Linked DNA regions of Mus musculus: regions 2, 3, 4, 5, 6 and 7 are each linked to region 1. Evidence: chromatin contacts called from public Hi-C and promoter capture Hi-C data. All regions are on one chromosome and are shown on one strand. The core of a region is the stretch at or near the end of the contact, and the rest is flanking DNA. Distances in the headings are between cores, read along the strand shown. Region 1 holds the start of Pigk (phosphatidylinositol glycan anchor biosynthesis, class K). Region 2 overlaps St6galnac3 (ST6 (alpha-N-acetyl-neuraminyl-2,3-beta-galactosyl-1,3)-N-acetylgalactosaminide alpha-2,6-sialyltransferase 3). Region 3 overlaps St6galnac3 (ST6 (alpha-N-acetyl-neuraminyl-2,3-beta-galactosyl-1,3)-N-acetylgalactosaminide alpha-2,6-sialyltransferase 3). Region 4 overlaps St6galnac3 (ST6 (alpha-N-acetyl-neuraminyl-2,3-beta-galactosyl-1,3)-N-acetylgalactosaminide alpha-2,6-sialyltransferase 3). Region 5 overlaps Gipc2 (GIPC PDZ domain containing family, member 2). Region 6 overlaps St6galnac3 (ST6 (alpha-N-acetyl-neuraminyl-2,3-beta-galactosyl-1,3)-N-acetylgalactosaminide alpha-2,6-sialyltransferase 3). Region 7 holds the start of Gipc2 (GIPC PDZ domain containing family, member 2).

Region 1 (3,334 bases), core at 563-3,062:
CTTTATACGGGGCTGTATAGATCTTGGGGAGTGTGTGGGGACTTACAAGGTGGGTAAATGTTATTGGTGGGGGGGTAAGCCTGGGAATGCTTCATTTACATGAATTTCAAGAAGAACCTGCTGAGCAGGTTTCTCCTCAGAGATTTTGGAGGGTTACTGTGGATCCATCTCATATACAGTCACCAAACCCAGACACTACTGTGGATGCCAAGAAGTGCTTGTTGACAGGAGCCTGATATAACTGTCTCCTGAGAGGCACTGCCAGAGCCTGACAAATACAGAGGTGGGTGTTTGCAGCCAACCATTGGACTCATCATGGGGACCCCAATGGAGGAGTTAGAGAAAGGACTGAAGGAGCTGAAGGGGTTTGCAACCTGTAGGAAGAACAACAATATCAACCAACCAGACCCCCCAAAGCTCCCAGGGACTAAACCACCAATCAAAGAGTGCACATGGAGCGACCCATGGCTCCAGCTGCATATGCAGCAGAGGATAATTTTGTTGGGCATCAGTGGGAGACGAGGCCCTTGGTCCTGTGAAGGCTAGATGACTCAGTGTAGGGAAATGCTGTCAGTGTAGGTCAGTCTGTTGTAGTAGAAGCAGTGGGAGGGGTGATGGGATAGAGGGTTTCCAGAGGGGAAACATGGAAAGAGGATAACATTAAAAATGTAAATAAAATATCCAATTAAAAAAAAAGGGCTTTTGTGGGGAGTGAAGAGATAGCTCAGTGGTTAAGAGTACTGGCTGCTCTTGCAAAGGTCCTGGGTTTAGTTTTCAGAACCCACGTGGTGATTTAACAACCATCTCTGGTTCCAGAGGATCTGATGTCCACTTCTGACCTCTGCAGGCAATGCACACACATTGTGCTTAGGCATATATGTAGGAAAAATATCCATACACGTTACATAAAATCCAAAAACTAAAGTTGTTTTGTGTGTGTGTGTGTGTGAAACAAAAAGGACACAAAACACTTTCAAGCAAAACTGGCCATGGTAGCACGTGCTTTTAATGTCAGCACGTGGGAGACAGTGGTAGGCAGGTCTCTCTGTGAGTTCAAGGTAGCTTTAGGTCAGGCAGGGCTTCATAATGAGACCTTGTCTCAAAAAAAATTAAAAGAAATATTCAAAGAATAATTAAAATGGATGAGTAATAGTGTTACAACAAAAATTTTTTTCAAAATTAGAAAACAGAATGACCAGAAATACTGTATATTTTTTCCCTTCTGTATGGTGTCTGTGTGTACGTGTGTGTACGTGTGTGTACGTGTGTGTGTGTGTGTGTGTGTGTGTTTACAGGCCCACTTATGGAAGCCAGAAGCAGGTGTTGGGTGCCACCTCTTTCTGACTTGATCTCTTGAAGCAACATCCTTCACTGAACCCATTTTTTTTCCCCTGTAGGTTGGCAGTCATTAAACCCCAGTGATCATATTTCCATTTTGTCGTCCTTTAAGATTTAGAAATCTTGGACCACATAGCCAACTAACTGATAGCACCACACCAAAGGGAAACATCAAATATTGTGGATCCCCAAATTATCTTTTTAAAATTTCCTCCTTAAATATTGTGTCTATTTTACAAAACAAACCTAGAAACATAGCTGAGTAAGTAATTCTCCAATTAGGTTGCCCCGGCCACTCCAGAACCTGAATGGAGGAAGGTGTATGCGGTGGCAAACAAAACAAAACAACAAAATGAAGCAACAAAACAAAACAAAAACTAAAACAACTCAAGGCCACTACCATGGGAAGAACAAACCAAACCACACCCCCCCGTGCACGGCAGCGGCAGCGCTGCTTTACGGCACTCGCCCCGCCCCTTTGCTCTTCGGGGCGTGAGAAGCCGGCAAACATGGCGGCCCCCTGCTTCCTCACTCTGCGGGTGGCTACCCTGGCCGCCTTGGCGCTCTTGTCTCTCGGCAGCTCTGCCGCTGGACACATCGAGGTAGGCATCGGTGTCTGTTGAGGACCGACCCCAGGGAGGACCGTGTGACTGTGAGCGCCTCAGGTGCAGGACGCACGGCCCCTGAGGGCAGCCGCCTGCAGCGTCTTCCCTCCCCGGGCTGTGTTGTGGGATTCAGGACCGTCCGTCCTGAGGACAGGGACCGGACACAGCCTTTTAGAACGCCCTGTTAAGAGTGCGAAGCCAGCGGTGACGAGGGAGGAGGACCCGGTCCTCTGCTCCTGTGACAGGCAGGGCACGCGTGGGGACTGTCATGGCTTTGGTGTTTTGCTCCTCCGCCCTGACCTCCTCCTCCCTGAGGCTGCAGGACGTCTGGTTTCTTTACGATGCTGTTACCAGCGATTTCCCCAGCGACGCGACTTGGATTTCTAGCATTATTTTTTAGACCTGCTTGCCCGGGCGTCAGCACACACTGTAAAAACACCTCGTCCAAGTTTATCACCGAGGCTGCCCTAGTCTCCTAACTCAGCAGGGGCAGTTCTGGTTTAGTCTGTTCTCTGAGCTGAGGACGGAGTAACTTTTCAAATGCTGACCTGATCATGTCACTCAGGACCCCTTCTTGAAATCTCTTACACCTTCTTTAAATGTCTAGCTTTGTTAAGCTTTCAGTTTCACAAACCACTGGGACCCTTTTGCCATTGGCCCAATTTTTTTTTTTTTGGTCTGGAATTGTCTTTTCATCTTTTGGGTATTCGCCCAAAATGTCACTTCTGTAGGGAAACCTTCCCTTACAAAGTCATGTTCCCCTGTTACAATTACAGACCACATTTGGTGTCTTTATATATTGTGTGGTGAGTTCTTTGCTAACGTGTGTCTATTTAACTGGACAGTAATCTCTGATGAAGGCACGCACTGTGATCTGCTGTCATCCCCGACAGGATAGATGTCTAAGCATACAGTGAATCCGTAATTGTACATTGTAGTGCAGTGCATTTACATGTCCACCTGTATTAAACTCTGATGTGCTTGAGAGAAGATTGCATGCCTTTTGGTGATTTTCCTATCACCGTATTCCGTGGTGCTTGGCACGTAGAAGGTGCTCCGTTAACTAAATGTTGACTGATTAACGTTACATTGCTGCTACAGAGTTCTCAGTAAAGTTTCAATGGAGCAACAAGTTTGAGCCTAGAAAGGACGCTAGAGATTATTTAGGTCAAATCTCATTTTCTTTTGGAGAAATTCAAGCTTAAAGTGCAAACTGACTTGCCCCAGTGTCATGTACCGCTCAATTTTAGCTCAGGCCTTCCCATGCCTAAACCAGGGGTTATCCACAGTAGCACCCTGCTTGCTGCTTTGTTCAGTGTCTGGGCAGCTGTTAGAATGGTTTTGGGGGCTGAGGGTGGTTGTAGCAGTGGGTCTATTCTCACACTTGCCTG
Region 2 (3,334 bases), core at 296-2,795, 950 kb after region 1:
CTCATTTTGCCCAGGCTGGCACTGAACTCATGACCGTTCTGCATCCACCTCGCTGGAGTCATGGCTGCAGGCACACATACCCAGCCTGCTCCCGTGTTGCTGTATCTATTGTGTGGTGTGTGTGTGAGTGGCATGTATGTGTGTGCATGACTATGTGTGTTGGGGTGCATGTGTGCATTTGCATGCAGGCTATGTCATGCCTGTAGAAGGCAAAGGACAACCGCAGGTGTCGGTCCCCATTTTACCATGTCATTTCCTGATGCTGCATGTATCCCAGGCTAGCCAGCCTGTGGGCTTCTCAGGGCTCTCCTCCTTGACCTTTCACCTCATTGTAAGGGCACAGGGATACATATCCATGCTAATACACCCACCTTTACATGGGTTTCTGGGGATTTGAACTTGGGTCCTCACACTTGCATAGCAAGCACGCAGATGCTTTTAAGCACTGGTCTTGCATCCCGCCTCTGGCTGAACACCATAGCTCAACTGCTACAGCCCAGGCTGGGAATACCAGCACCCCTCCAGAGGCACCCTACCTCCTCTTCGTGGAGATGCTTGTGATAGACACAGTGCTGTCAGCTCACTAGGACTTCATGTTCAGACATGTTCCCACCCTGAGCACTTTTTTAAAACTCTGAGATTTCAGAGGCTGACCTTTGCAGGACTCTCAGATCTCCCTGACAACGAGCATGCATTTCATCTTTCTTTTGGGGAGGCAGGGGAGCATTGTTAAGAAGGGGTTTCATATACAGCTCATGCTAGCCTCAAAGGAGTCCACATGAGAGAGACAGGGAGAGAGCAAGGGAAGGGGAAAAGGGAGAGGAAGAAAGTGAGCTAGTTCAAACAAGCATTTCCTCTAGAACTCACAAGCCTTCTGACTTTGACCAAAAAGTTAAAACCCTTGAAAAGACTTTCACCTCAGAGAATCGTCATCTTGGGCCCATGGTCCCACACAGGCCAGTTCCCTTCAGAGGAAAACAATGGAAGCTTTCTTTAGTCTCCGTAGGCATGACAGAGCTTACGTGCAAGTGCCCATTCTCTCACACGGCCATACACACACACACACACACACACACACACACACACACACACGCACACGCAATGCGGCTTTCACGCAAATACCGGTCAGTACAGATACAGACTAAGGACTGCTGAATTCCAGTCTCCTCTGGGACGGGGATGGCGGAGGGGAGGGGCTGTGCTCCAGCAAGAGTGTGTGCTCACAGCAGGCTATCTTGCACTTCCCTAGCCTTTGCTTAGATCCCCACACCTCTGCCTACTCCACACATATTGCAGTCACGATCACGGGAACACGGGACACAGAAACATGTATCTCCTAACACGTGGCCTGGGAAGGTGGTGCTCTGGGCAAGGCTCACTGGTACTCGATTGGCCGCCATATTTCCAGAACTCCCCCAGATGCGAGGTGTGCAAATAGCTAACAGCAAAAGGAGACTGGAAAGAGAAGCCTGGGGAAGAAGACAGCAAGGACTGAGGAGAGCACAGAGGGTTCAGCCACCTGGTCATTTAGCTGAGTCATGGTCTCCTCCACACAGGGGCAGAGCAGGAAGCAGGAGAGTTGACAGCAATGGCAGGTGTCCAAGGGGAGCAGAGGCCTGGCTTCTGGGGTCGCATTTCCTGACTCTAGAATCTGAGTTTTCCTTTCTGGAAAAGCACTGACACCACAATCCATTGTGAATTTATGAGATGCTGCTTTCTCAAGCTCCTGTGATTGGCCGTGACCCTGTGTAAATAACCCTGGGCACGGTCTCGTGCAAATGACTGGTATAAAAAAAAAAACACGCCATTTCTGACGCCTATAAATTTGTTAGTTCTGGATAAAATACTCTTAGGAAGAACTTTGAGACAAAGACTATAATTCAAACTCATCCTAAGCAAGGGAGTGAAAAGGAAGGAACCGCTTTCTGAATATTTGAATCTGCTTTCCCAGAACTAAATTAGACCTGAGGTGCCCCGAGCCCGGAACCAGAGGCTTCCCAAACTCTGCTGTTCGGCCAACCGTGAAAGCTACTCATCGGTAGGAACTTTCCTGGGTTTGCTCATCTGAAGCCGACTTGGCATGCACACCAATCCCACACACGGCTGATCACTACCATTGATGCTTCTCTTCTTTCTCTCTCCAAAAGAACCAAGGTAGAATTAGCTTGGGATCTCTCCACTGAATCATAGAAAATACCACAGGATAAGATGAAAATTGAGTTTTGTCAAAACCCTCACACATTACCAAGCCATGGAAATGCTTTTATCTGTAAGCTGTATATCAATGAACAGACAGTGCACTGACAACAGACTCTGTCCCGGACAAAGTCTGTCTCTTGACAGAAATAAACACATTTTAAACAGCTACTGACCAGGTTCACATCCTTGGAGTCTGACCTTTGAAAAGTGCACTTAGACATGGTCTGCAGCTGCCTCTTTGCTGGCTTTTTACAAGGAACAGTTCCGAAGCAAAGACGCTGTGGTAAGTCTTGTGAGCCTGTTAACTGTGGGTGGTGGTGATTTCCAGTCTGTGAGAGAAGATTCCTGGACACCGCAGAGGAGCAAGCAGGGCGGTCGGGCCTTCAGCGAGCCAATGCTGAAAGTTAGTTGCGAATGGATTTCCCTTTGAGTCACAGACTCAAGGGCACACCTTGGACAAAGCCTTCTAAGATCTCCTCTGTGCACTCTGCTCCATGGAGGGCCACAGGGGATGGCTGGAAACCAGTCATGTGATCCCAAGCCAGGAGTGGAGGCCCACGCGTGGAAACTGTTGAGAGGAGCATCTGCCACGTTACTGGCACATTCCGCTGGCCTGCACCTGCTAGACAGAACCGCCCAGAAGGAGAGGGATTCTTTGGGGTGACAGTGTGCTATGACTCAAGTCCCTCCCTGATGTTCAGTTTACAGTATGGTCTGTTTGGATGGGAATGATTGAGAGCTGTTAAAATGTGTTAAGTCGTAAGAGAGTGCCGAGGAGGGGCATAGTCGGCAAAGCGTTTGCCACGGAAGCGTGGAGTACTGAGTTTGACCCTTTTCACCCACAGGAAAAAGTAAATAAAAATTAAAAAGAAAGTTAAAAGGCTTTGTTGGAGCTAAAGAGAGGCATCAGTAGTAAAAAGCCAATAGCGATCTTGCAGAGGACCCAGGTTCAATTCCCAGCACCCACATAACAGCCCACAGTTGCCTGGGACTCCAGTTCTTTAGGCTCCCTGTATGCAAATGGTAGACATTCATGCAGGAGAGGCATACACACACACAAAACAAATAAATAAAATTAATTTCTTAAAAACTGAGTGTGGTATCGACATATAGAATCTCGATTGACAGGATATTG
Region 3 (3,334 bases), core at 264-2,763, 930 kb after region 1:
ACCTCCTAATAGTGCCACTCCGTGGGCCAAGCATATACAATCTGTCACACCAGTCTATAAAGAGTGGTGGCAAACCCATGTTCTCATTACCTTTGCATAAGCTACTACTATAACTGTGCCTTCATTATCTTTTTTGACAACACCTAGCCCACACTGTGCCTGGCATCATGTGCATGTTTGACAACAGTCCTAACATCTACCTTTATATATCAGCACCATAAATACAGATGCCATCTCTCAGACGACACCTCCACACACAGTAAGATAAGTGTCAAGTCAAGATCCCAATGACTGAAGTTGTTTTAGGTAATTCATAGGTTATAAAAACTAATGAGAAGTGGAAAAAATATGAGGGTATTATAACACTCCCATTAAAATGAAAATCTATATTACACTTTATATTCTTCAAGTAACCATTCCAGAACAAAGCACCAAGCAATATATCAAATGCTCCATGGGAGGGGGGGGGGGGAACCTAACTTCATGAATGTTCAGAAATAGTTGCCTATGTATTCTTTTAAGTCATAATCATCTCCAATATCATGATTATCAAAAAAAAAACTGCAAAAGGTCATAGCTTACCACACACACAAAGGCATACTCACATGTACACACGCATACACACACACACACACACACACACACACACACACACTTTGAAAACCACCATTATGAGCAGTTTTATGAGCAGCACTGGAAGCTGTAGCATGTGTGAGGAGTGAGCATCCAGCACCCAGGCAAGCACTCCTTTTATTTCACAGTAAAGGCTAATTTAAAACTGTACGTAAACGAGGTGTGCATAGGGGAAGACTGTTGCTGGGAACATGCTTGCCTTGAGAGCAAAACTGTCAGATTTTAAGGTTCCCCAGAACCTAAGTACAAAAGTCTGCACAGAGAGTGGTCGCCTCGGCACCTGGAAGGCAGAGGGATGGATCCTGAGACTTCCTGACAGGCCAGTGAGAGACTGTCTAAAAGAAATAAGCAGACAGCTCCCAAAGAATGACGTCTGGTGTTGAGCTCTCTCTAGCCTCTACAAGCATGCATACACCAGCATACACATACTATTTGAAGGCACATTCCCCTACATGATAAACACACACACACACACACACACAACACACTGGCTGGTTGCTACTCTTTGATTATGTCTTCAGAGGGGTTGGCCAGTGCATCTGAGTTCTGATTGGACAAATAGTAGTTAATAGCCAGATGACATGGTCTGTCTTTTGAAACAGTGTGGGATGATCTCTGAGAACCACTGGTTATGTGAATGGTAAACATGGCTCAGTAGTGAAAATTCCCTCACCCATCTTCAAGTCTGGGATGCAGAAGAAAAAGACTAGTAGACTAAATCAGAAATTGGACTCTTGAATTTTTGTTATCAGAGTCTGCTGATGATATCGGTGACACTGGCCACCTTGGGAGAGGCAGCGACCCTAGCAGGCATGACAAAGAAGCATTCTCATTTGAATTCCTGAACATCCATGCCAATCACAGCTTTAGAATAATCACGCAGGCCTGCCTCCAGCTGCGCTCTGAGTCACATTCATTTGTTTTTCCTTTTAAGACTTGTGCAGACTGGTACTCAATTCTAAATTCTAATCTTAACTCTCAATCTTGAAAGAGGAGACATTTAAAACATTCGAATTGAATTTACAGTATTAATGGCTGGCAATTATTAGCATTTCCAGATGCAAACTACCTGTGTGTGTTCTTCACGGTACTGAACACTAACCATATTTTTATGGCTAATGTGAAAATTAGTTAGCTAATGTGGATGTTACCTTCCTAACGTGGCGAGAGCCGTGGAAGCATATAAAATATTGCATATCGATTAAATATAAGACAAGGGATGTCTTAATAATCCCCATGTGATTAAAAGACAAGAACAGACTCCATTCTCTGGCTCTATTACATTTCAGTGATGTAACAGGAATGAGACAGTTTACATCTGGAAGCCCTTACCATATCAATGATCAATCAGAAATCCTGACTCCACAAACAGGTAGGCAGCCCACACTCTTCTACCAGTGAAACGGAAACAACCAAAGCTTTCTTTCCCAAACAGGATTGGGGTCAGCTCCTGAATTCTACTTCTATTCCAGCCATAGGCCTGGATAAAGTCAGTCCTAAATCAGTCAACACTAACAATAGTAGCAATAACAATAGCTATTGTACCTGTATGTCAGGATTAGTTCAGGACTTGAGTGGGGAAAAGAGGTTGGTTCTAGTTGGCCAAACATCTTCACAAAATGGAGCTGCTCTGAATTTTTTTGGCTGAGGAAACTTGACCTCCACAATGTAATTTGCTGAATGCTACAGAGAGTAACTGTTAAAGGAAAATTTAAAACCCCGGCTTTTCCATAACATGTTCACTGTGCAAATACTGTCTGAACGCCTACCATGTACACAGCTCAGTCCTGAACTTGACCATGAACAGAAGAGAGATCCTGTCTGCTCAGAGCGTGCCCTAAGGGAGCTGTTAGCGCTTTATAAATGGCAAACCAGAGAAACAAATGAAGACAAAGTCCAAAGAGAAAACGTAACCCTGCGAAGAAAGCAGAACCGGAAGGAAGAGAGGCGTACAAGTCACACTGATTGTATCTAAACGAGTCTGGACTCGGACTCTCCAGCAACGCAAAATTGGTCATACTTGAGGAATAGTTCAGGAGCCGTGAACGCACGCAGTTTTAAAAGGAGATGATGGACTAAAGAAACAGGGTCATTGCCAAGAAGCGGCAAGGGATGTGACCATGGCAAAGGTAGCAGGGAAGAAATGTCAGCCAGAGAATAAGGCTCAAGGACAATTAGGTCAGACAGTGCTCCAGATGTGGACCAAGGATGGTGGACGGCCACACAGTCTGTGAGCTCTCCCATACCAGTGTCCCTAGCACAGGACCCCGTTATGTTGGAAAATGGCCAGTGTGGGCAAAAACTAAAGAAAAGGCCTCGCTAAGGCTGTAATGCAGGCCACTAGGTCAACAACCGAGGCCTGAAAAATGAAGGCCTTCCAAAGTATTTTCAAGGATCGGTGCTGTAAGGCAGAATAGAGAGGGAGGATTTTCACCTCGGCAAATGGAGAGCTAAGCGCCCTTGCTAAGAGGTTTGCAGAAAGCCTGAGGCTTAACCAGAGAAGAAGAACCGAGCTGAGAAGGAACCAACCTCCCTGCTCAGCCCCAAGACTCTCGGGAATAAGTGTCAAGGACTCTTAACATTGGGCAGGAACATTTGGGGCTCCTGAGCAGACCCAACGCCATCTTCTTGCCTATGAAGCACAGGAAACAGACTCCCCCTTAAGATGCTTCCTGGGTCTAAGGAAGCCAAAACCACCTCC
Region 4 (3,334 bases), core at 248-2,747, 910 kb after region 1:
TAATTCTAATTGAGGATTTCTTTACCATACACCAAAACTGACCTCCGATGACACACATGTAGCCATATGAAATTTTATTGTTGGGAAAGTTTTTATCTATCATCATAGTTTTGTAAATGATTTAAAAAGTAAAGCTTTGGTTTCCCCAGGGATAAGGTCGTTTTTGTGACCCCCATCTCTAGAGGTGGTTTCTTACCCATTATTCTCGCTTAAGATCTTGGCCTAGGCTGCCAAGAACATGTAAATAAGAAAAGGAATAAAAGAAAACAAAACAGATAGATTGCCATGAGAAGTATGGCTTAATAATTTTTTTCTCCTGTGAAGAGTTCCACAACCAGTTCCAGGAGGCCTCCCCCTTTTGAGGTCAATCACTTCAGTCTGTGAAACTTGTCACACAGATCCTACTGGAGGTGGTGTGGCACCCTAGGTCCCCTTGGGAACATCAGTGATTTTCTGTGCTATTTAAGTAAATGACAATGCCTTTGAATTACTGCAAAAGTTTGCCACTGTAGTCCTTATCCGAGCCAGAAAATCTGTCTGCTGTGCTCTCTGTCTGTCTGCTATGCCCTCTGCTGTCTGCTGTGTCCTCTGTCTGTCTGCTGTGTCTTCTGACTGTCTGCTGTGCCCTGTCTGTCTGCTGTGCCCTCTGTCTAGTGTACCCTCTGCTGTATGCTATGTCCTCTGTCTGCTGTGCCCTCTGTCTAGTGTATCCTATGCTGTATGCTGTGTCTTCTGTCTGCTGTGCCCTCTTTCTTTCTGCTGTGTCCTCTGTCTGTCTGCCATGTCCTCTGTATGTCTGCTGTGCCCTTTGTCTGTCTGCTGTGCCCTCTGTCTGTCTGTTGTGCCCTTTGTCTGTCTGCTGTGTCCTCTGTCTGTTGTACCCTCTGTCTGTATGCTGTGTCCTGTCTGTTGTGTCCTCTGTCTGCTGTGTCCTCTGTATGTCTGCTGTGCCCTCTGCCTGCTGTGCCCTCTGTCTGTCTGCTGTGTCCTTTGTCTGTTTGCTGTACCCTCTGTCTGCTGTGTCCTCTGTCTGTCTGCTGTGCCCTCTGTCTGTCTGCTGTGTCCTCTGTCTGTCTGCTGTGTCTTCTGACTGTCTGCTGTGCCCTCTGTCTAGTGTACCCTCTGCTGTATGCTATGTCCTCTGTCTGCTGTGCCCTCTGTCTAGTGTATCCTATGCTGTATGCTGTGTCTTCTGTCTGCTGTGCCCTCTTTCTTTCTGCTGTGTCCTCTGTCTGTCTGCCATGTCCTCTGTATGTCTGCTGTGCCCTTTGTCTGTCTGCTGTGCCCTCTGTCTGTCTGTTGTGCCCTTTGTCTGTCTGCTGTGTCCTCTGTCTGTTGTACCCTCTGTCTGTATGCTGTGTCCTGTCTGTTGTGTCCTCTGTCTGCTGTGTCCTCTGTATGTCTGCTGTGCCCTCTGTCTGCTGTGCCCTCTGTCTGTCTGCTGTGTCCTTTGTCTGTTTGCTGTACCCTCTGTCTGCTGTGTCCTTTGTCTGTCTTCTGTGCCCTGTCTGTCGGCTGTGTCTTTTGTCTGCTGTGCTCTCTATGTCCTTCTGACATTGTTTCCTCTACTCAGTAGCGCTGAGTCAGTACTTTAATGTAGATTCCACTGTTTTACTCAGTCAATGCTCTCAGAGGCTTTCGGAAACTTGAATTTTACTAATGCAATTGTCAATGTGTTCTGTACAAAAACCATGTGAATGGTGTTGCTGGTGCTGCAAGAATTCCTTCCCTGGGGAAACACAAACAACATCTACCCCTTCCTCCTATGGTCCCAAGGACAAATCAAAGTAACATTTCACCTTGTGGAACCAACAACTGTATGAGTGAGTGAAGGGTTGCCTGAAACACAGACAATGGATTCTCCACAGCCATGTGGTAGAAGACACCCTTCTTTTAACCTTTCCCAGCCTGTACACACTAGCATACCACCACAGAGCACAGAGCAATGTGCAGTTAGGGTAGAATTTCATGAAACTGACTGGGAGGAGTGGCTGGTACTCAGATGAGGGCCACGACCCTCCCCACTTGCTTCCCTCTGTACCCCACTATAAACAGTCACTGACATTTGACAATGGGTCACTGTGGATCTGCTGCAAGAGGCAGTTGTTTTGATTGGTGGATAACATTCAACAAGCACCTATGACAGGTTTAAGGTTGCTACCTTGCCTGCAAACACAGCGCCCTGCCTGCATATCTGGCATCCTCATAGAATCCCACATCTAAAGGAACTGCTCCAGTCACTTCTCTGGATTCTTCCAGCTTCTTCCCCTCCCACCTTTCTCTCCTCTCTTATATTTGTATGGAATAGTATATAACTGTAGTTTACCCTTACCTTTGTGCTCTTTTGCTTTTAGAAAAGCTATTTCCTCAATACCCCCACAGCCTGACTTCCTAAGTAAGAAACCATCATCTTTAGCAAATAAGTACAAAACAAAACAAACAAGCAAAAAAAAAAAATGTCCTTAGTGCCGAGCAGCCACAGGGCTACTTATAAACTCAATTTCTAAATCAATAATGAATTCTCAATCTGAAAACATTACCTGCTTCCTAGCCCTGAGAGATTATAGTCTTTGTCTCCACATCAAACTTTAAAAGGCTGTAACTTCCCAAATTTGGAACCAAGAACCACTTACACACATGCACACATACGTACATGCCTCTCCGTTAAGAAACTAATTTCAAATTCTGTATTTATTGTCGTGTTTTTAGAAACTTTACAATGGCTAGCATATGGAGAAGCCATCAATTATTAACTCAGCTAAGAACATGATCTAAAGTTACATATGAATCACAGAAGCTATGATCCATCTCGTCAGGAGATAGAGATCTGGCTCATTTTGTGGCTCCAGTGTGCCAGAACACATTTGGTTTTAGAGCCCAGGAAGTTCCTCAGAAGGCGTCAGGAGTCCTGTAGACCTCAGAGGCAGGGACAAGCATGGTCCTGAGAACTCAATGGGAAAACAAGGACAGAGATGCTCTGAAATACTTGGGAGCTCCACTCCCATCTCTGTTGTCCATCTCTGCTCTTGTCTACTTAAGCCTCTTCTGTGAACATACAGCATCTCAGCTTCTTACTTAACCACAGAAATGGTTACAAAATCCCAGGTATACAGTTACAAAATCCCAGGTATACAGTTACAAACTGCCAGGTATACAGTTACAAACTCCCGGGTATACAGTTACAAACTGCCAGGTATACAGTTACAAACTCCCGGGTATACAGTTACAAACTGCCAGGTATACAGTTACAAACTGCCAGGTATACAGTTACAAACTGCCAGGTATACAGTTACAAACTCCCGGGTATACAGTTACAAACTGCCAGGTATACAGT
Region 5 (3,334 bases), core at 325-2,824, 600 kb before region 1:
TCAGGGTGAGCTGCTGGAATTCATTATATAGCACAGGCCTGCTTCAAACTCCAATGATCTTCCTGCCTTGGCCTCTTGAGTACTGTGATTACAGACATGAGCCACCAAGCCCAACTGCCCTGACCTTTTGGGACATCTATGGGGACTTTCCACTGAGATCTGACGGCCCCCATGGTACACTTGGTTTTCACACAACGTCATAGCTTACAGTCATGTTCTAATGGCCGTGGCTAATGGTTTACCCTGTACAGCAATCGCCCTTTGGTCAATGTGCACCATGGCCCACAGGCAGTGATTAAAAGCATGGACTGTAGACTCTCAACTAAGCCAGCATCCTCGGAGCTTGCAGCTACAGCTTGAGGAGTAAAATCCTTATCTGTAAGCAGAATGTTGTCTACAGGGCTGAGCAGGCTCCCACAGAGCGAATGCATGGAGGACTCTGGGCCGGGCAGCCTACACCTACTAGCAGACTGCTGTGGCTGCCCAATGGTTGAGAGAGGGTGAAGGGTGACTGGGAGTGGGAAGGAGGGAGGGAGGCAGAAATGGAGGGAGGGAAGGAGGTGGGGAGGGGGGGAGGGAGGCTCTTCACTCCCTCCAGAACAAAGCCATTCACACTCTTTCTGAAAATGGGAAACATGCGAAGGTCCTTCTTCATAAGTTCAAAAAGTTCACTCCAAACATCAGAAGCACAGGCCTCTCTCCCTCTGTCTCTGTCTCTTTGTCTTCATTCGCATATATTTTCACCCCTCTCAAATAAAGCCATATAATGGCTCCCTTCAATTGGGAGTAGCAGTAGATAAGCCTAATAGGGTTCCACTCAGAGTCCCCAAAACAGAGAGATGCAGCAAAGCCTTCACAGATGCTCCACACAGGAGATCCTCTAGAGGCTGTCCCATTAGCAGGAGGCCTTGCAGGGGAAGAACAGTGCTGTGGAGAGCCAGGGTGATGGATGTAATCCCAGAACTCTGGCCTCTGCCCCCTCCATCCCAGAAAGGGAAACACAGCCCTCCCCTAACCTGCCTCCATCTTGAGTGGGACGACAGAGCTTGGCAGAACGTTGCAACAGACTCCAAGCTGCAAATCCAGGGATGCTTGCCGTCCCTGGGTTCCCAGAACAGACAGATCTCAGGGACTGACAAATACAAGCCAGGTTCACTAGGAGCAGACCCTACCACCGGTTTATCCCACAGGAAGAGAGTGGTTTTACACAGCATTGAAACCAACGGGTGTCATTTTATAGAACTGCTGTGTTAACTCTACAATCTTGCGATTATTTTTAATTATGCACATACACAAACGTGCATTGAGTATGTGTGTGTGTGTGTGTGTGTGTGTGTGAGAGAGAGAGAGAGAGAGAGAGAGAGAGAGAGAAGGGGGGGGTCAGAATCTTCCTTTAAAAGTGGTGTCTGAGCAGACACCCAGCCACCAGGGGTAAAGACGCGAGATGACCACAGCCAACGGCAGAGAGGACTGAACAGAGCAGAGGAGAAACCGGTCCAGCCCATGAGTTCTGCAAAGTCAAAGACTTCAGAAGCAAGGAGAGGGCAGTTGCACAGTCCCGCCCAGCCGGGTGACTCTGCGCTTTCTCTCTCTGGCCTGCCTGGGATGATTCATCTAAAACTTCCCTCCGACTGCTGTGAGCCCTGAGCTGCTCAGGATACTTGGCAGCAGATCAAAGGGCTGGGCATGAAGGGCGTTCCCTTGGGCCAAGGCTCTAAACTGGGAGTTAGCAATTATGTCTGATGCATTCATGAGTGTTATGCACATACGGTGCTTGTAGCTTTTTCTTTTTTTAACTAGTTGACAACTTTTTGGTTATTGGTTTGTTTTATTTATTTATTTATTTATTTATTTATTTATTTAGAGACATGGTCTCATGTAGCCCAGACTGGCCTTGAACTTAATTTGTAGTCAAAGGTGATCTTGAATTCCTGATCCTCCTACATTCAGCTCGCACACGATGAGATTACAGGCTGAAGATTCTTAAAGTCCTGGTTTATGTGGTACTGGGGACCGAACCTAAGACTCCGGACATTCTAGGCAAACACTCTACACCCCAACCGCACTTCTATCTCTCTCTCTCTCTCTCTCTCTCTCTCGATGGGGATTGTACTCACTACAAAGACCAGTCTAATATCAAAGTCAGAGATCTGCCTGCCTCTACCGCCTGAGTACTGTGGTTCAAGTGCTTGCAACACCATACCTGGCAAATTTTTGTTTTCAATAAGGGTTTACAGCTTGCTTAGAAAGAGTCCCTATGTTGGTAACCAGCTGAGTCTTCCATTGAAAATATTTAGACCAGTTTTGCTTAGAATTCATCTCAAACATTTACTACGCCCCATTAAAGACAACCTGGCCCTTCATTCATCTTCTTCCACAGAATCATTGTGACAGAATGAGTTATACTGCATTAAACATTAATGACAACCCCATTTTGTCCTTGTAAGCACTTTAAAACCTTGACCAAAACAATGTTCGTCAATGACAGATAAAATGCATTATCGATCTAAAACCCCGAATTTTCCCCAAAGCCCCTTCCACACCCCAAATGCCCATTTATTTTTTTAAGCTTTATTTATTTATTTATTTAATGTATGAGTCCACTGTAGATGTCTTCAGACACACTAGAAGAGGGCATCAGATCCCATTACAGATGGTTGTGAGCCACCATGTGGTTGCTGGGAATTGAACTCAGGACCTCTGGACGAACAGTCAGTGCCCTTAACGGTTGAGCCATCTCTCCAGCCCCCATTTCTAATGTTAACACCATTCTTTCATTCAGCCTTCCAGGACAGAAACCTCAAGAGTAAGGGTGAGTTATGGGCTTCCCTCCCATAGGCCTAGGTATCCAGCAAGCCAGCTCCTACCTGCGCCTACCCCTAAGAGTGTTAAGGAGATATTTGAAGCGGTTTCTAGTTAGGGTGTGACTTGGCCCTTAGCACATACCTTTAATCCCTCGGGCTGGAATGCAGACACACACCCTTAATCCCAAACATTGAAGGAAAGTTAGTTTGTAGAAGGAAGCACCTGTGTTTGGAAATGATGTCTAATTGAATAGCAAAGTGACAAATCAGAGAAAGACTTGACAGGGTAGGCTGTGCCTAACTCTCTCAAGAAGAGAGAGGAAAGAGAAGAGACAGTCAGTACAGGAGAGAGAGGAGAGTGCGGCACAGGATATGGCAGAGTTCTCAGAGAGCAGGACAGGAGAGTTGAGAGGGAGAGTGGAGCAAGGGGGGGGGGTGCGCGGGGGTGGGGGGGTGGAGTTTTAAAGAGACAGGTCGAAAAGAGAACAAGCTAGACACAGGTGAAGACAGAACGAAAACGGGAATGAGAA
Region 6 (3,334 bases), core at 408-2,907, 550 kb after region 1:
TTAAAAAATATTTGCAATACCCGTGCTGTTTATTTAATGTGGTCTTAGCTTCCTGGGAACGTAGATCTGGTGAGAGAGGTTCACACACTGTACAAGTACTTCTGACTATAATGAGGATTATAAAGGTCAGACTTGGTTGACAATCATGGATCCTTGCAGATGAAATGTTTTACCAGCAGGATTTTGCTCGTTGGGATGGTGACAGTGTGCTCATTAGCATCCACAAGCCGCATATCCATAGGAAGCATGTAAGCTTTCAAAGGTCCCTACTGCAAACAGACAAAAGGATTTTCATCCAGGCAGTTATTATTTAAAGAAAAAGACCCAGGTAGCTGAAGAAATGGCTCAGCAGTTAAGAACACTTTCGGCTCTTGCAGAGAACCTGGGTTCGAGTCCCAGTAACCACTTGGTGGCTCACAACCTTCCTCCATAACACTAGCTCCAGGGGATCTAAACCCTGTTTCTGACTTCTGCAGGCATGAAGCACACGTGAGGTCCTTAGGCATACATACATACATACATACATACATACATACATACATACATACACACACGCACCCAGACAAAATACTCATATACATACAAAAATTAAAAAAAACAAATCTAAATTTAGAAAATCGGGTAGTAAACAAGAGCAACTAATTCCTGTTAATTGAACAGTTGCCACACCCCACAGTTTCTAAGGATACTTGGAACGAGTCCTCTCTACTTGTCATTTTTGAAATGTGGAAAATAATTAGTTGGCTGTACTTACCCACAGCTAAACATATTGAAACTTATGAGCAAGAAGCTTGGAGGCAACAGTTAGTGTTCTCTTTCTCTAGTGGAACAGAATAAGGCATGAACACTAGAACGCTGCCCTCCTGAGCTGCAGGCTCTGTTAATACATGGGGGAGGGGAAGCAGGGGATCTCACATTGCATTTTGCATTCCCACTCCTGAAAGCACCCTGCATAATACCCCTTGCAGCTTTGGGAGCACTGATGCTAAGTATCTCTCCACTTTCTATGTCTTTGTGTGTGTGTGTGTGTTTCCAGATATTCATGCAACAGCTGGGGGCAGGGAGGAGGCATGCCAAGTTTTCAAGGGCTATGGGGAAAATGGATGTTTTTATGATATGATTTATAAATGATATTATATCTATGAAACTTTAATGTTTTAATTTTGGCGCACATGGCATGAATTAGTGAGCCAAGATAACTATTAGATACTCATTTTCACAGGAGCAGTTCCCAGGAAAAGATAAAGGGGTCACTCCTGGCGAAGATTACCTTTCCGGCAGAGACACAAGCAACCAGAGCCAGCCTGGCCCTCCTGGTAAAGCAGCACAGCTGCAGGAATCCTAATAATTTCCATTTCACAACGGTAAAATCAAAGTCAGAGCAATGGGAAGATGAATCACAGTACTTGGACTTAATGCGGGAAATTGGGGAAAACAAAGTAGACAAAGAAGAGTGAAGGCACTTAGAGTTATTTACATAGAACAATTCTCCTTTTATGTTAACCCATCTGATGAGCTGTGCAGCAAATCCACAGAGGAAAAGAACTTTGCACAAAGCCACAATTTGGTCTTTGAATTACAAAAATGTGTTGTTTGTCTTCTTTTGTTTCATTGTTTCACTTTCTCTTCCTCTTAAGTTTAGGAGGCGGGAGGGTGGAGAGTTACTGCTGCTTCCGCACTCACACTGTATCTAGACTAGCCTAGACTAAGACTTGAGCCTGCACTGGCTGGGGTCTCCCAGGTTAGGGAGGAGGGGGAAAGAATGATCAAAGAGCCAAGGGATTCCATGTGTCTGAGCTCCTAGACTCTCACAGTTCAGAATGAAGGGAAACCAAAGGACATCAGGAATAAACTCCATGAAGAGACGGAGGCCTTGAATGGGCCCTGGAGAATGTAGAAATCGGACAGCATCAGATTTCAGATGGAAGAGGTAATCTCCACAAGGGATCCTACTGGATAAATGATGGTACTTGGAAAACAGATAACAGGCATAATTAGTGGTTTCAAAGAGGGCATGTTACGTATGCAAATGGACTTCTTGGGCCATGAGAAGCCACACTGCTCAGTCTGCTGTCAACCTAGGCTACCTGGAATTGTCCCCTTCTGGTTTTCCTCTGGGCCAGTCTCCTGGCTGATTCAAACTGATCGAACAGCATTCAAGAAACTGCTCCAGATGACTGGAAAGTGTAACTGATGTTTTCTTCATAAACCAGAGTTGCAATTCTGTATCTCGGGGGACTAATATTTTGACGCTTCAGGGTGTTATTCTGTCTGTGTCTGGCTGCTACACAGAAGGCTGCCAGAACCATCCTCCCAACCTCCCACCCCCACCCCCACCCCGGTCTAATAGCCTCAAGGCAACAGCTAGCATCAATTATGGCTGAAGAATAAGCAATCAACCCACAAGAAGCAATTCAAATGAAAGATAAAATTGTTTCTGGATATTCTATACTATCCAAACTTTGCTCTACAAAGAGACTGGAGACCACTGCATTCTTCAGGGTGACTCTGGGCACCATTAAATCCCTTCCCTGGCCTTCCACTGTCTAAGTAAAACCCCACCATGGTCTGAAAGACCCACTGTCAAACAGCTACAGCCCTCCCTCCCCCATCCTCACCTCATCTGACCATCTCCTGGGGAGGAGCAGAGAATTCTTTTAGCAGAGTGGACTAAGGTCTCCCACGCTGGCTTGCTTGCCCTGGCCACCTGTTCCCTGGTTAGAGAAACCGTCCTCCCCACCAGCCTTCTGTTGCTTGTCTCAGACTAATGATGATGTATGGGGCGATATGTTCTTCCTAATTATGAAAAGTGCTGTCCATTGGTTGCAAGATTTTTATTTGATATTTTCTCAGAATCTTGGCTAGCCTCTGTGCCTTGGGGCCCTTCAGTAAAATTAGATCTCAGAGCCCCCATATGGGATGTGACACACAGCTTTTAACCAGGAGCTCTTACTTAAAAAGGAGAAGTGAGTCTCCACAGATAGAATTTTCCACTCTGCAACCCACATCCCAACCAAGCCTGAGCTTCCAGACCTGAGGAGTCAATCCCGGAGGCTACCACTGTTACCAATCCACTTCAACTGAGCCCGAGCTTCCAGACCTGAGAAGTCAATCCCCGAGGTACCTCAGCTCCCCCTGACACCATACCATTGACCTCTGTTACTTCCCTGTGGATTCTTTTTGTCTTCTGCTCCTTCATACCGCGACACCCCAACCAGTGTCTGTGGGTTAATTCCAACCCCCAGCATCATGTGACAATGATGTCTCCTCTGCTCCCTTATTTTCATCAGATCTCTCTGACAGCTTGTGTCTCAATCCACACCCATGTATGTGT
Region 7 (3,334 bases), core at 549-3,048, 550 kb before region 1:
AGCAATTTTCTTAAATCTCAAAAAAAAAAAATTAAAAAAAAAACCCTCTTTTCTTATTGAAACCTCGCCTTGACCTCAATTTCATTTAAACAGACCTAATAAACAACTAATTTAAAAATAAAAAAATAAGAAAACACCGGACATGTAACAGCAGAACAGATGTATGTAGGCCACGCTCTGACAAGAAGTTGCTCTCAGCCGGGAGTGGTGGCGCACGCCTTTAATCCCAGCACTTGGGAGGCAGAGGCAGGCGGATTTCTGAGTTCGAGGCCAGCCTGGTCTACAAAGTGAGTTCCAGGACAGCCAGGGCTACACAGAGAAACCCTGTCTCGAAAAACAAACAAAAGAAGTTGCTCTCTACAACTTCTGAAAGCCCACAGCAAAAGCCTGAGAGCCTAAAGAGACAGGGTGTGCGCATGCGCACACCCATATTTCGAGTTCCCCGGCAAGAGCACCTACACTCACACAAAAATGAACAAAATATTTCCATGTGTGTAGCTGCTAGTAGAAGCCAGCGGACAGTCCTGAGCATTGCTTCTTAGACTCTGTTCGCTTTTTTTTTTTTTTTTTCTTAAAAACAAGTTCTCTCACAATCCTGAAACATACCAAGTAGACTAGGCTGGTTCAAGCCCATCCCCTAGGCACTGGGGTTACCACTGTGCGTTTTTGTTTTGTTTTGTTTTGTTTTGTTTTGTTTTTGTTTTTGTTTTTTCTGATGAGTTCAGGAATTTGAGCTCGAGTCTTTTGCTGCAGCTCCGAAATATTTCACACCTGCATTTGCAGGTAGCTCTCTTGAGTAAGCACAAAAGGGCCCACAAAAACCCCCATAGACTAACGCATCCAAAATAGGACCTATGGCAACTCCGGCTTCAGGCATCAAATAATCAACCTACTTATGTTTCTTGGTCTCTTTTCAAAGATACCTTGGAAAAAATGAAGCTGAGCTCTTCCGTGAAAACTGTGTTTGCTAGTTGGAGAGTTTGCTATGATTTTCTGAGTTACTTCCTTTGGAATAACAGCCCATGTTTTACATTTCTTACATATTAACACCGAAACGGTTCGTTCTGGAGGCGTCCAGTGGAGAGCAAACGAAGCTTCACGTTGTACCCACCGAGAGGTCTTTCCTCCTCCCTGTGGTGTGTCCAGGGAGGCACTTTCCCCCTCCTATTTAACACCGGTTAGACTCCCAGTGCAGCTCTCTGACAGAAAGCCTAAGAGTAAAGTCCAAGTCCTGTGGAAGGCATTAATTTGTTCCAGCAGATCTGCGTCCGGGAAGGTGCTGGCGCACATCCTATCCTGCGAGACTAGACCTGAGCAAGTCTACAGCAGACTCCTTAACAAAAGAAAACTCAGTCGCCTTGACCCCAGTGACCCACAAGCCGGATCTGAGCGGATAGTTTCATCCGGTCCCAGGACTGGGCTTTCCACCACCAAGCTCTCTTCCCCTGAGGCGCTGGGGACCGACCCCACCCTGCTGGCTACCTGAAGCTCGGGAACTGCTGCGCAGCCAGCTTGGTTGGAGGACAGGCTGTGCCCCTGTGCTTACCTCGGATGGCGCGATCTCGAACACGCCGGCAATCTTGGCGTAGAGCTCGCTGATGCTGGAGAAGTCCTCCACTCGGCCCGTGGCGCTGCCGTGCGCCAGCTGTGCGTGGAACACCAGCTTGCGTGCCGGAGCTGGGGGTCCGGGGACACCCTGGCTGCCACTGGATCTCTCGCCCTCCACCAGCCTCGCGGCCTCCTTGGACTTGGCCGCCTTCTTCTTCCCGCGCAGTCCAAGCGGCATCTTGCAGGTCCCAGGGCGTGGACCACCTGCGCTGCGGCGCAAGCTCCCTGGCCTCGGACAGCGGACTTTGCGCTTGGGGGCCCGGCTCCGCGCAGGTGACAGCGGCTGCTGGGCCAATGGTAGCAGCGCTTCCGCCTAGCGGCGCGGGCTTCAGGTCCCCTCCCTGTGAAGGACAGGGCACCTGAGCCGGGCAGCTACCTACTCAGGCAGAAGGAAAGCTGTGCACGAGTCAACCCCCTTCTAGACTCAGACCTCCTCTCAGTGAAAAGGAATTGGTTTGTATGAAGGGCCGGGGATGCTATAACAAAGGGCCTTTGCTCGCGGACCGGCCTTACCTTGCCTTGCCTTTCAGAATCTGGGCGCTCAACTGGGCGTGGTGGTTCAATGATTTCAGCACTGTTAAGGCTGGGACAGGATAATTGCAATGGTTGGAGGCTAGCCTGGCCTACAGAGTGAGTCCGTCTCAAACACACACCCACGACCAAAGCCCCTCAAATTATAATATTTACAGGAAAACGAAAGGATGGAGAGAGGACATTATTATGTTAAATAGAGTAGGCCAGATTCAAAGAGAAAAATGTTGCCTGTTTTTCTTCTCCTGTGTAGAATCTACATGTGTCGGGGAACATGCAAACAGAAAAGGAACATGAGAGAGGCTTGGGGTTGTGGAATGCATCTGACAGGAAAGTAGGGAGGGGGAGGGGTTCCAGAGAGAGCGGGGGGGGGGGGGAGACATCGAAACAGACAATAACGACCTGTGCGCATGAAAACGCCATAAGCAAACTCATAACTTTGTGTGCTAATCTTAAAAAAAAAAAAAATGTAGTAGACAGAGCATTCGGCCACATTTGGGCAACCCCAGCCAGACTTGTGTAGCAGCCAGCCTTCCTCGCCATCTAAGCAAAGGAGGTCACACGAGTCAAGTCAAATACTCCAGCCATTCCCGCAGCCCCTCTCTCTAGCCTGTTCCTCTCGGAAGGCCTGCTTTCTCCCCTAGGTTTTCAACACTCCCAAGTCCATTGTTCCACATCCTAAGAGAAGCTCTCTCCTATTCTTCAGAGAGCTGAAGCCATTCACTGAGTTGTGCCTGCCCTCAACTCCCCATGCCTCATCAGTAATTCTATCCACCTCACTTCTCTAAGCGCTGAAGCAATCCTTCATCTGACCCCATCTGATTTCTCCACTCAAGGGGCTCTCTTTAAGAAAAAAAAAGGGGGGGGGGACATATGCAAACGCACGCACGTGTGTGTGTGTGTGTGTGTGTGTGTGTGTGTGCGCGCGCGCGCGCGCGCGCGCGGGTTCGTGCACACACTCTCGAGTGCTGCTGTGCTTGCCAGGGCATTTGGCCCAAGCGTTTCTGGGATTTCTCCGTTCTCACCTCCCTTCCCGTGCTGGGCGCGCTGTGATTGCAGACCTCTGTGCTACTGTAACAGGCTTTATAAGGGTCCGGGAAATCCTAGTTCAGGCCTTACGCTTGAGCAAGCAGTCTTTACCCATGGAGCCATCTCCCTAGCCCAAGGCTGTCTGCTTTAAGTTACCCATTGATTT

Evidence for each region. Promoter capture Hi-C pulls out the DNA fragments that hold promoters and counts their contacts. A called contact is a pair of places that touch in the nucleus more often than the background predicts.
Region 2: a contact with region 1 is called in a promoter capture Hi-C map of embryonic stem cells, with 4 times the contacts expected there. The contact joins the enhancer-like site here to the promoter of Pigk in region 1. A contact is called at or near these places in 6 of 39 promoter capture datasets (embryonic stem cells, hippocampal neurons, liver and 2 more), 1 of 484 Hi-C or Micro-C datasets (large pre-B cells), 2 of 115 datasets of contacts at active chromatin or transcription factors (both in embryonic stem cells) and 1 of 9 other capture datasets (adipose tissue).
Region 3: a promoter capture Hi-C map of embryonic stem cells shows a contact between it and region 1, with 4 times the contacts expected there. The contact joins the enhancer-like site here to the promoter of Pigk in region 1. A contact is called at or near these places in 15 of 39 promoter capture datasets (the 3T3-L1 cell line, 3T3-L1-derived adipocytes, the C10 cell line and 9 more).
Region 4: a contact with region 1 is called in a promoter capture Hi-C map of cranial neural crest, with 3 times the contacts expected there. The contact joins the enhancer-like site here to the promoter of Pigk in region 1. A contact is called at or near these places in 4 of 39 promoter capture datasets (the C10 cell line, HPC-7-derived erythroid cells, cranial neural crest and 1 more) and 1 of 115 datasets of contacts at active chromatin or transcription factors (embryonic stem cells).
Region 5: a contact with region 1 is called in a Hi-C map of myeloid progenitors, with 3 times the contacts expected there. The contact joins the enhancer-like site here to the promoter of Pigk in region 1. A contact is called at or near these places in 9 of 39 promoter capture datasets (the 3T3-L1 cell line, the C10 cell line, the HPC-7 cell line and 5 more), 5 of 484 Hi-C or Micro-C datasets (the G1E-ER4 cell line, LSK cells, embryonic stem cells and 1 more) and 1 of 9 other capture datasets (adipose tissue).
Region 6: a Hi-C map of bone marrow-derived macrophages shows a contact between it and region 1, with 14 read pairs. The contact joins the enhancer-like site here to the promoter of Pigk in region 1. A contact is called at or near these places in 2 of 39 promoter capture datasets (the C10 cell line and pre-B cells), 2 of 484 Hi-C or Micro-C datasets (CD4 T cells and bone marrow-derived macrophages), 1 of 115 datasets of contacts at active chromatin or transcription factors (bone marrow-derived macrophages) and 2 of 9 other capture datasets (adipose tissue and liver).
Region 7: a contact with region 1 is called in a promoter capture Hi-C map of liver. The contact joins the promoter of Gipc2 here to the promoter of Pigk in region 1. A contact is called at or near these places in 3 of 39 promoter capture datasets (hematopoietic stem and progenitor cells, liver and pre-B cells).

The regions. Positions count from the first base shown.
Region 1 is chr3:152,712,288-152,715,621 of GRCm38.p6, forward strand. It overlaps Pigk (phosphatidylinositol glycan anchor biosynthesis, class K), which reads left to right and starts at 1,813. Exons shown (of 11, transcript NM_025662.5): 1 at 1,813-1,940. The coding sequence starts at 1,848.
Region 2 is chr3:153,667,491-153,670,824 of GRCm38.p6, forward strand. All of the region lies in intron 1 of St6galnac3 (ST6 (alpha-N-acetyl-neuraminyl-2,3-beta-galactosyl-1,3)-N-acetylgalactosaminide alpha-2,6-sialyltransferase 3), which reads right to left. Among named protein-coding and RNA genes, the nearest start is that of St6galnac3, 56 kb to the right of the region's middle. Within about 2 kb of position 1,546, at least 59 of the 459 cell types and tissues checked have an H3K27ac peak or open chromatin away from gene starts, as enhancers often do. A contact at or near this core is called in embryonic stem cells, where this site is marked.
Region 3 is chr3:153,640,493-153,643,826 of GRCm38.p6, forward strand. The region is part of intron 1 of St6galnac3 (ST6 (alpha-N-acetyl-neuraminyl-2,3-beta-galactosyl-1,3)-N-acetylgalactosaminide alpha-2,6-sialyltransferase 3); the gene reads right to left. Among named protein-coding and RNA genes, the nearest start is that of Gm52633, 47 kb to the left of the region's middle. Within about 2 kb of position 1,514, at least 12 of the 459 cell types and tissues checked have an H3K27ac peak or open chromatin away from gene starts, as enhancers often do. A contact at or near this core is called in embryonic stem cells, where this site is marked.
Region 4 is chr3:153,623,619-153,626,952 of GRCm38.p6, forward strand. All of the region lies in intron 1 of St6galnac3 (ST6 (alpha-N-acetyl-neuraminyl-2,3-beta-galactosyl-1,3)-N-acetylgalactosaminide alpha-2,6-sialyltransferase 3), which reads right to left. Among named protein-coding and RNA genes, the nearest start is that of Gm52633, 30 kb to the left of the region's middle. Within about 2 kb of position 1,498, at least 1 of the 459 cell types and tissues checked has an H3K27ac peak or open chromatin away from gene starts, as enhancers often do.
Region 5 is chr3:152,113,402-152,116,735 of GRCm38.p6, forward strand. All of the region lies in intron 3 of Gipc2 (GIPC PDZ domain containing family, member 2), which reads right to left. Among named protein-coding and RNA genes, the nearest start is that of Gm40179, 7.9 kb to the left of the region's middle. Within about 2 kb of position 1,575, at least 168 of the 459 cell types and tissues checked have an H3K27ac peak or open chromatin away from gene starts, as enhancers often do. A contact at or near this core is called in the G1E-ER4 cell line, adipose tissue and myeloid progenitors, where this site is marked.
Region 6 is chr3:153,259,139-153,262,472 of GRCm38.p6, forward strand. The region is part of intron 3 of St6galnac3 (ST6 (alpha-N-acetyl-neuraminyl-2,3-beta-galactosyl-1,3)-N-acetylgalactosaminide alpha-2,6-sialyltransferase 3); the gene reads right to left. Gm52634 (a long non-coding RNA gene) reads left to right here. Exons shown (of 3, transcript XR_003954698.1): 3 at 1,223-3,334. Among named protein-coding and RNA genes, the nearest start is that of Gm52634, 4.4 kb to the left of the region's middle. Within about 2 kb of position 1,658, at least 48 of the 459 cell types and tissues checked have an H3K27ac peak or open chromatin away from gene starts, as enhancers often do. A contact at or near this core is called in bone marrow-derived macrophages, where this site is marked.
Region 7 is chr3:152,164,102-152,167,435 of GRCm38.p6, forward strand. Gipc2 (GIPC PDZ domain containing family, member 2) reads right to left here and starts at 1,799. Exons shown (of 6, transcript NM_016867.1): 1 at 1,547-1,799. The coding sequence starts at 1,786.